3 separate regions of the Mus musculus genome follow, and all the other regions are linked to region 1. The links are chromatin contacts, called in public Hi-C maps. All regions are on one chromosome and are shown on one strand. The core of a region is the stretch at or near the end of the contact, and the rest is flanking DNA. Distances in the headings are between cores, read along the strand shown. Region 1 has its middle 22 kb from the start of Phlda1. Region 2 has its middle 22 kb from the start of Gm40763. Region 3 overlaps Gm30624 (a long non-coding RNA gene).

What was found. A called contact is a pair of places that touch in the nucleus more often than the background predicts.
Region 2: a contact with region 1 is called in a Hi-C map of nephron progenitors, with 1.9 times the contacts expected there. The contact joins two enhancer-like sites. A contact is called at or near these places in 3 of 15 datasets of contacts at CTCF or cohesin (CD8 T cells, the G1E-ER4 cell line and pro-B cells), 30 of 484 Hi-C or Micro-C datasets (the G1E-ER4 cell line, the NIH/3T3 cell line, Sertoli cells and 17 more) and 10 of 115 datasets of contacts at active chromatin or transcription factors (embryonic basal ganglia, embryonic hindbrain, embryonic limb bud and 6 more).
Region 3: a contact with region 1 is called in a Hi-C map of nephron progenitors, with 2.0 times the contacts expected there. The contact joins two enhancer-like sites. A contact is called at or near these places in 10 of 484 Hi-C or Micro-C datasets (the C2C12 cell line, the MC3T3-E1 cell line, the N1E-115 cell line and 5 more) and 12 of 115 datasets of contacts at active chromatin or transcription factors (embryonic basal ganglia, embryonic hindbrain, embryonic limb bud and 7 more).

The regions. Positions count from the first base shown.
Region 1 is chr10:111,527,021-111,530,197 of GRCm38.p6, forward strand. No RefSeq gene overlaps it. Among named protein-coding and RNA genes, the nearest start is that of Phlda1, 22 kb to the left of the region's middle. Within about 2 kb of position 1,456, at least 35 of the 459 cell types and tissues checked have an H3K27ac peak or open chromatin away from gene starts, as enhancers often do. A contact at or near this core is called in nephron progenitors, where this site is marked.
Region 2 is chr10:111,656,623-111,659,967 of GRCm38.p6, forward strand. No RefSeq gene overlaps it. Among named protein-coding and RNA genes, the nearest start is that of Gm40763, 22 kb to the left of the region's middle. Within about 2 kb of position 2,024, at least 26 of the 459 cell types and tissues checked have an H3K27ac peak or open chromatin away from gene starts, as enhancers often do. A contact at or near this core is called in nephron progenitors, where this site is marked.
Region 3 is chr10:111,687,827-111,691,154 of GRCm38.p6, forward strand. It overlaps Gm30624 (a long non-coding RNA gene), which reads left to right. Exons shown (of 6, transcript XR_001779641.2): 2 at 508-621. Among named protein-coding and RNA genes, the nearest start is that of Gm30624, 4.5 kb to the left of the region's middle. Within about 2 kb of position 2,050, at least 34 of the 459 cell types and tissues checked have an H3K27ac peak or open chromatin away from gene starts, as enhancers often do. A contact at or near this core is called in nephron progenitors, where this site is marked.

The DNA of each region.
Region 1 (3,177 bases), core at 206-2,705:
CTGTCTTATAGACAACAACAATAACACCCCCAGAATTTTTATTTAAAGATTTCTTTAGCTAGATAGTGAGTTGGGTTTATCTGGGAGATGACAAGCTGGTTTTGTAGAGCCTCCCCCTCCTTCTGTTACATATTAGCCTCCCCTTCTTTCTGTACAGTAAGGAACACGCCCACATTGCTAACAGATGGTCGACCTGAGGGATTGGCACACAACAGTCCAGGCTTGAACCCGCCCACAACCTACTTATCCATTTTCTTGTCTATGGCTATTTCTGCACTATCGTGGCAGAGCCAGCCAGTCAGGTGAAGCCAACAGGCCTGGCTACCCAGCATGATCTGTGCAGGTCCGCAGATGCAGTTTCAAAAGGACCATGCTTGCTACAATGTTCTCCTGTCTTTAAATTTTTAGTAATTTTGGCTAAAGATTTCCACTTCTTCCTTCCATTGATTCTTTCTGCATTGGGACCTCCAAATTATATAACTTCTCTTGGCAACAGAGACTACAGAGCCAAGTTATTAAAATTAAATTAAAAATTAAAGTATTAGGTCCTTAACAGAAACGGTCCAGTTCTTGACTTCCTGGACCATCTGTTTTCTTCTGTTTGTAGTTATATCAACATTCCATGTCTGCATCAATTGGTTCAAATAGCCGTGGCTTGAGAATATTTGGGATAAAATTCCTGTTCTGACCATGTACACATTTTTTTTCCCTCGTCATTGTTTCTAACCAGTACAATAGAGCACAAGGGTGGCACTGTGCTGTGCTATGAGTCACAAGGAGAGCAGGGTTGATCTCAAGGATATTGGAAGTTATGGGTGTGCTATGTGCAAACGTTACGTACGTAATCTTACATACGGAACTAGAGTGCTTGAGATGAGACCTTACACTGTAGCCTCACTGACACCAAGATCTGATTACACTTAATTAATATGCTGAGTGAGACAGGGTACATATTCAAAATATCAATACTTGAACCTGACCGCAGAGATTCTGGGTCATTGGAGGTCTAGTGTAACACAAATATCTTCTTTTCAAAAAATCCTAATGTTGTGCTTAATGTTGTGCCAGGGGGTGGTGGTGCATGCTTTTAATCCTAGCACTTGGGAGGTAGAGGCAGGCAGATTTCTGAGTTCAAGGCCAGCCTGGTCTACAGAGTGAGTTTCACTCCGACAGCCATGGCTACATAGATGTTCAGCCTTAAAAAAAAAAAACAAAAAAAAAACAGAAAACCAAACCAAATAAAAAACCAATACACCCATCCATCCATACACAGACAGACAGACAGACAGACAGACAAGACACACAGACAGACACAGACAGACACAGACAGGCATACACTACACAGAGAGAGACAGACAGACAGAATGATACCTGCCCACATAGACAGAGAGACAGACAGACCCTACCTACTGTTGGTTTCCGTGTGGCTGCTCCCTTGGCCACACCCGGAGGAAACCTGGCCCCCATTACCTCATCTTTACTCTGTCTCATTAGAGTCTGACTGGTTTCCTCTACCCCAGCCCTTCCCTTTTCCAGCCCGTTTTTAAGTTGGTGGCCAGGTTAATCACCTCCAAACATTGCTTTTTGAATTCTTAATCCCTGGCTCTACATCTTTTAACTAATGACCCGATTCCCACAGAAGAGAGCCCCAACTTGTCTGTTTGACATTGCGTGGCCTCCCACGCCGGCTGCCACAGAATACCATTTTAAATGCTTTCTTGTCCCGCTCCAGTGCAAAGGCAGCGAACGGCCATGAAAGGCAGGTTTGATTGCTCACGCCAGTGTTGCTGTTGCTTGCTTCGGAGGAACTTAGAATCTTCATCTTGAAACTAGAACTTCCAGGTGGTGCCTTTAATCCCAGGCAGGGTTGGTTGCACAGAGAAACCTTGTTTCAACAACACTCAGCCCTGCATCCCACCCCCCTGCCCCCATAAAGAAAAAGAAGAAAGAAAAATGAAAATGGAGCCAGTGTAACACAGAGAAGTGTGTATCTCTGCTGTGCGTCTCCCCCAACACATGCTAGTTCTAGCCATGGGGAAACAGGCGCACCTCACCTGGGGAACATCTGATAATAACAGTGCTATTCAAGTGTTAAGCAGGGACACTAAGGACACATACACAGGAGGAGATTAAGGGTCCTATAAACACAATATGGGATCCTAGGTGGGACAGAGGACGTCTGTAGAAAACTGTGACTTCTGAAGATCTGCTTTGTCGTCCATGGTGATGTGCAGATATTAAGTCCCTGCCTCTGATGACTGTGCTGGGCTATGTACCTCAGGGGAAGCAAGGTGAGAGACAGAAGGACATTAGCATTTTGTGTGTGTGTGTGACTCACATAAGTCTAAAATTAGCTCAGTATGAAAGGTTCAACTGATATAATTATGTCTACATTACGAGAGAAATGACAAGGTCATTAGCTATAGTCCTGAGGACATTTACTGGGTACTAGATACAGAAAGTTTGATTGCATGCAGTTAGTCATGGGAGCGAGACCGATGGTCTGGGTAACATCTCAGACTTAGTGAGAGTCCATGGATTCCAACAAAGTTTAGGTTTGTTTTTGCTTTGGCTGTTTCTGTTGCTATAGTCGGATACCGGATCCTGAGAGTGTTGCTCCGTAGTGGTAGAGCATGCATAGAAAATGACTCTGGGAGGCACTAACCAGTCAAACCATACCACACTTGTTCTGAAATAATTCTACTTCCTGCAGTCTCCACGAAGCCTTCTGGACCCTCATAGCTTATCCTGCACTTCGGGAATTTCATTTGTCCTGGGGTTCCCGTTCACTCACCACTCACTCTGTCTGACTGGCCTTTGTTCCTTTGCTCGGCCTTGCCATCCCAGCTAGGAATAAACTCCTTGAAGCTAAGAACAGGATTTCACAGACATCTGCATATCTCTTGCTTTGCACCAAGACTTTGGCTATGGCCCAGGGCTTACCCTTGTATCTTTAACGTATTCCATCCCATAGTACTTTGTGGCAATAATCTTGACTATCTCACCATCCGCCATCACCAAGAATTTCTCAAGTGCCTCGTTGTCCTTGAGAACTTCAGGAGTAACTCATGTTGGCTTGCTGGCGACTGGTTCTCTGCCCTTCCTAAAGATGAAGGTGTTTGTCTCTGGTATGCAAGGAAATACTAGGAACTGGCTTCTCTGATGATTTCCTAGGAA
Region 2 (3,345 bases), core at 774-3,273, 130 kb after region 1:
ACTCATGCTGTCACAAGGTGTGTTCTTACACAGAAAGAGAAAGAATGAAGAAGCAACCTATCTGGGGTAAGAAGAAACATAGAAACACAAGAAAACATCTCTTGTTTGCATTAAGCCAGCAAATAAAGTCTCTTAAATCCTAAGTTACACCTATGTTTGGGGATGAACAGTTTTTGAGGACAGGGACATCAATGGCTGTTGTGTTGGTCTGCTGGAAACACCACAGCACCAGAGTCTGTGTGGCTTAAACAATAGAAACTCTATTTAAAAAAATAGAAACTTTTTCTTGAATTTGGATGCTGCAAATCCAAGATACCAGTGTCAGCTGGGTTGGTTTCCTCTGAGGCCCTTTGCCTTAGTATACAGTGTAAGATCCAAAGTTAACCCACTGAAGGACCAGGTAACTTCTAGAATGCTGGGGGTTGTAGTTCTTGGAAAATATCAAATCCTCATGGGAAAATATGGCAGACTATTGGTTTGCCTTTATAAATCCCTGTAAAATGTGTCTCAGGGCTACTCAGCTAGAAATTCCAGGGAGTAGTCTTGACCAACACCCATCCTGGTCAATATTTAATTAAAGTTTGTTTCAGATGGGTCCAGATGGTGAAACTGGCTCTTCTCATGAGAATCTCAGGATTAACAATAGATATATGTCTGTCTTTACTCTAAGTAGGTGTTCTGGTCTCTTTGTATAAAGACTCCAGTGATGTTGAATTTGGGCCCATCATAATGACTTTGTTTAACCTTCATTACCTCTTTAAGGATTTTTCAAATACAATCATGATCTGAGGCACTAGAAAATGAGAGTTCAGCCGGGCGTGGTGGCGCACGCCTTTAATCCCAGCACTTGGGAGGCAGAGGCAGAGGCAGAGGCAGGCGGATTTCTGAGCTCAATGCCAGCCTGGTGTACAAAGTGAGTTCCAGGACAGCTAGGGCTACAGAGAAACCCTGTCTTGAAAAAACAAAACAAAACAAAAACAAACAAACAAAAAGAGATTTCATACAGGACTTCTGAGAAGATTGTATTTGATCTGTAACAGCTATAGAACCATGCTTACTATTCTGTATGTGCCAGTACTGATTTGAGTGTGTGTGTGTGCATGTGTGTGTGTGTGTGTGTGTGCATGTATGTGTATGTGTGTGTATGTGTGCATGTGTGTGTGCATGTGTGTGTATGTATGTGTGTGTGCATGTGTGTGTATGCGTGTATATGTATGTGTGCATGCGTGTGCATGTGTGTGTCTGTGTGTGTCCTCTCTGAGATATTTTTTCTACACTTTTCTATGTCAGGAGTGATATCTAAGACTTTGATCCAATAGTCTAACGTTGTAGGCATTTCCATCTTTTTACACTATAGCATGACGGCACCACCTACAAAGTTCTTGCTTCTGAACTGTGCAATAAAGTTACAACAAGAACAAAAAAATCTCCCAACATTTTGTGTAAGTTTATACTTTTGCCTTGGGCTGCATCTATGTCTGTCCTTTGTCCTGTGTGGCCACATGAAGCCCTTGGGCTGTAGGTTGGATGCTCCTGGATTAAACAAATGCTGTGTTTCGCTATTCACTGATCTCACTTTGCACCAAGAAGAACTCGGGTGGGAAGGGTCCCTGAAAATCTCCCAATTGTGAGGAGGGTATCCCAGCCCTAGTCTGGTAGCCTAGGAAAGGAAGCTCAGAACTGGTGATTGACACAGTGACAAATGCCAGGTCATTTGGGGGAATATATGTCAGAACTGAGAATCATGTCTACTTGTTCAGAACTTCCACAATCTCCTTTCTAGGAGGGCAGAGATACTGCAGTTTCACACTGCAGATTCACACTGCAGTTTCTAAGAGCAGTTTGGGTGGATACTACTTCTCAGGAAAGACGTACGGAGTGGGGGACGAGAAATGCGGTATTCCAGGTGAGAAGTGGAACGTGGATGTCAGTAAAGTGTCTGTCTGCTGCACACTGCCCAGTCTGCAGGGTGCCATTACACTACTTTCCATGGTGAATCCATGGCTCTCTGAACAATCCCGGAAATAACAAGGCGTCTCCACTACATCGGCAACTTATTTACTAGCTTCTCGGGAATGATACCGGGTGTACTCACCGGCAGGCAGCTTTGTAGTTACAAAGTGATTTGCTGTTATTTTGATTTGAGCTCTCTCCAGCAACTCAACTCAGGGTGGCCACTGAACCTTGCTCAACTCACTCAGCAAATACTTCAAGTTTAAAGATATCAAATTAGCCCAGAAGATGCTCAAGGCGAAATAGAGAAGGAAAACTGGAAACTGAAGAGAGCACCTCTATTGTGCCTGTGGGTCTGCTCTGTCCCCACCCCCACCCCCAGGGTTCTGGGAAGCAGAATAATGAAGGGAATTCCGTGATAAACATGACATTTTCTATAGCCATTTCCTGAAAATGCAAGTCATCGAATTAGGAGAAAGACACGGTAGGAAATCGGAGAGGCTCGTGCTCTGTGCCAGGGTTTTCAGGCAAAGGTCTTGGATCAATTCTCTGTAACACATTTGTACTGACAGCCATGAAAGGATTCAGCGTGGTGAATCAGACAGCTGCTTGAACAGAGACGGCAGAGACGGGCTTTTTCCTTTTTCTCTTCTTTCTCTTTCTTTCTTTCTTTCTTTCTTTCTTTCTTTCTTTCTTTCTTTCTTTCTTTCTTTCTTTCCTTCCTTCCTTCCTTCCTTCCTTCCTTCCTTCCTTCCTTCCTTCCTTCCTTCCTTCCTTCCTTTCTTTCTTTCTTTCTTTCTTTCTTTCTTTCTTTCTTTTTCCTTATGAGCTGACAAGTTAGCCAGGAACAAAGCATGTTTGTAGGAAGTAAATCGCTGCCAGTTTTAATCCAAGCTTCTCCTTCAGCTGTAGCCGGGGACAACTGAGCTTTCAATGTTCCTCATGAAGTTTGTCCTTTTGGATTTTTGGTCAGAATGAAATCTGGGATTTGGTTTGGCCTCAGTGCTCCATTTCCAAAATGTCACCCAAATGGATAAAACCAAAAGCCACACTGGTTGTTTTCGTTTCCTGCTGATTGTAACTTTTCCAGCCGACACTCTGCACAAAGCAAGCTGTCTCGTGAAGGGCATTTAGGTTTCTGACTCCAAGATGGAGCTTAAAGAGAGTAGATAAACAGCTGGCATGTTAGGATTCAGAAGTGGTTTTAAAGACTTATACTAAGATGTTGAAGTAAACGATGATCCCAGGAGAGGCTGGCCCTCTGGTATGTGGAGAGAGTCGAGGGAGGGAATGGATTCCATTGGATGAGCGCATAGAGCTGTGTCTTGGATCTGGTTGCTTTAAAAATGGAGATGTTTCTTTTAAGAAAATTTTCTAGATAACAAAATAAAA
Region 3 (3,328 bases), core at 800-3,299, 160 kb after region 1:
TCCTACCTTCAGCTTGCCTCTGGCCTGTGCCTCTACAGTCCTTAATAGCCTGTCAGGTGGCCTGTTAGGAGATGAAGACTCCCATCTTCTTTCTCATCTCCCTGAGAACGTTCTTTCTAGCATCCCTGTTTTTGTTTTCCTGTAGATCAGCAGACTGCATCCTTCCTAACACTGCAACCCTTTAGTACAGTTCCTTATGTTATGGTGACCCCCACCCATAAAATTATTTTGCTACCGCTTAACAACTGTAATTTTTGCAACTGTTATGAATTGTAATGTAAACATCTGAGATGCAGGATGTCTGATATTCAACTCCCAAAGACGTCTGGACCCATAGGTTGGAAAACCCTGCTCTAGAGTCTTTGGCTGGAGCCATAGTCCTGACCCATCTTGTGTTTTGGTCCCAGAGAATGGTGTTTGTAAAATGTTGCTTCTGGTGCTGAGTGACAGTAAATCTCAATATTGCCAACTGTCCATTGAATGCCTACATCTTTCTATTTATTCCAGGCCCAAACAGAAGTAAGCACTGACAGCACAAACTGATCGAGGCGTGTGGAGGTTCATGGTCATTCTTGCCTGTAGAGCATCCTAGAAAGGCACTGTGTCTTTGCAAGAATACAGGTGGGGCAAGGCTCTTTTCTGTTTGCCATAGCCTGGGGGGGGGGGGGGAGTTTTGTTACTCTCTCGGAAGTGGCCCTAACAGAACCTTGGTACCATCATTTGGTGATTAATTCTCTCTTGACTTTTAAGGGTGGTTTGAGGCTATACCTGGCTTGGTTTTCCAAATTAGACTAGTTCTTTTGACCTTGCATATAACTCAGCCTGAAGAATGAGCCTCTTCTGTGGTCTTCTTCCATTTTGAATTGGATCTTAAACTATTGGTTGTTGAGATCAAAACATATTTTGTACCATAGTTTAACCTAAGTTCTCTTAGCAAGTTTCCATTACAAAAGGGTTTTGCTTTGTTTTGTTTTTTGCCCAGTAGATGTACAAGCAAATATAGACCATTTGCAAAGCTACTATATATATATATATATATGTTTGGGTTTGTGTGAGCTTATATATATACATGTTTATGCAGTCCTCTAGGACTGGAGATATAGGCAATTGTTGGCTTGCTAATGTGGACTCCAGGAACTGAACTTTGGTCCTCTGCAATAGCAGTAAGTGTTTTTAACCACTGAGCCATCTCTACAACCCCAAATGGGCAGTTGTTTTGCCACATTTTATAGTGGGAGTCATGGGCAATGGAGAACACACTGTTTAAAAGAAAAAAGCCAGTATGAACATTTTATGCTGCCTTTCAAGCTCTAAGCTCTAGTGCTCAGGCTGAGTCCCTTGCGTCACAAAGCTCCAGGTTGCTCATTGCTGCTGTTCCAGACTCAAGTTTCTCTACCTTGCTAGGATTAAGCTGTATTGGCAAAGTTCCATTGAGGCAGTATCTTACAAATTGGATCATGTCAGATATATGCCATTACTAAGTAATTTCAGGGAAAGAAGAGATTAGAAGATTTTTAAACGACAGGACAACATGTCCTCCTTCAGCCCTGGATATCTCATTGAATGTCTCCTCCTCTCTCTCTTCCTTCTAAGAAGAGGCCATGAATTTGAAGAAAGAGTGGAGAGGAGTGTATGTTAGAGTTTGGTGCAAGGAGAGGGAAGGAAGAAACATAATTATATTATAATATCAAAATTGACAAGTAAATACCGATTTGGGGGGTGGGGGGAAGAAGTATCTAAACTGAGACTTGAGCTTGTAAACCATCACTGTCCGGGGATAGCCAGGAAAGCAGCAAGATGCAGCTGTTTTAGGGTGGCCCAATACAGAAGAGTAAGCCAGCCACATAGTCTCCTAGTTTTGCTTGGTTTGTAATCACATCGGGTTCACGAGCACAACTGTTTAAACTTGCTGTTCCAGAACCTCATTAATCTTTGCTATCCGTTCATCTCCTGTTTCCAAATATGAGCTCACCCCGAGGTTCTGCCCAGTGGCGAGCAGCTGGGAAGCATCCCCTTCTCTCCATCTAAGAGAGTCAGTGTGGAAGGCCCTCCCCCACCGTGCTCCGAGCTGGGGCTTGTTTCTGAGCGAGATTTTTAGAATGAATCACTGTGGAGTGTGGGGATTTGGTGTGGGTTACTAGCCAAGCAATTATCTGACCGTGTTTAGTTCAGAACTGCAGACTTTGGAAAGAACTATAGCCCATGCCCTGGAACATGAGCTTATCACAGGACAAGATCAGAGTTATGGATCCTAGTTGTTCTTTTTTTTCAAAACTTTTGTATGTCTTTCTCCCCAGCTGACCTCCCAAGTATTTCAAGGGTGACTTGGGGTAAGATTCAAAGCCATAAACTAAGGAGTAATTTAGAGCTGGATTTTTCAGTAAGGGTCTAAATTCCTCTCTTTGTTCTCCAAAGATCTGTCTGACTTTCCTTTGCCACCTCAGACAAACAAGAACACTGATCCGTTTGGTCTCATTGGCCAAGGGTCTCATCCCTCTGGTCACACAGGTCACTTCTGGACCATGAGTTGTAAGTTATATTGCTGACATACATTTCTGAAGATTGACCATCTCTTGTTTTAGTTTTTCGAGGTAGGACGCTGCATTTGGTTTTGCGATGGTCTTTTTCTCACTTTCTTTTGGAAGATGTTTCAGCTAATTGAACCCTCAGGAAGTCCTAGCTGTTATCCCTTGTTGGACTTGTGATGGAATACCATGCAAAGTGGCCTTCAGGTCTGAATGCTACAGAGGCATTTAATAATGAGACCCTCTCAGAGACTGAGAAAGTTGAATTCATCCAGCTGACTTTACACCGGCTGAACTGAGAGCTGAAGGAGCATGCTCAGATAGAATACACTAGAGTATTTCTCCCAAAGAGGAGAGAAGAGCAAAGGGAACAGTTCTCCCAAAGTGAGGTTAGTTGAGAAAGCAATGGCAAGACGAGGAGCACCCAAGGAGCTTGCAGGAAGTGATGTGGGGACTTGAGTTTTATTTTGTATTTGCTTATACTTGTACATTTTCAACTGTGCCAGTAGCTCTAAAAACAAGCAAAAAGGAAAAACCCCTTTTGCAGAAGGAAAAGTTGAGGATACAAGGACATCTATCTTCCTCTTCTCCCTCCCCAGGTACAAGCTCACGGAGTATATAATGTAATAAGTAAGACGAGTTGTTGTTCTTTCTGGGGGCCCATGCTTCATGCATTACAAGCATCATTTAACTCTTCCCTATAAGGCAGGTATATAAACATGCCATTTTAAAGACTCTAAACCTAAGGGTCAAAGGAGTTGAGTTGTCCATGGTTGCGTGACTCGGAAGCAGAAGAACGGTTC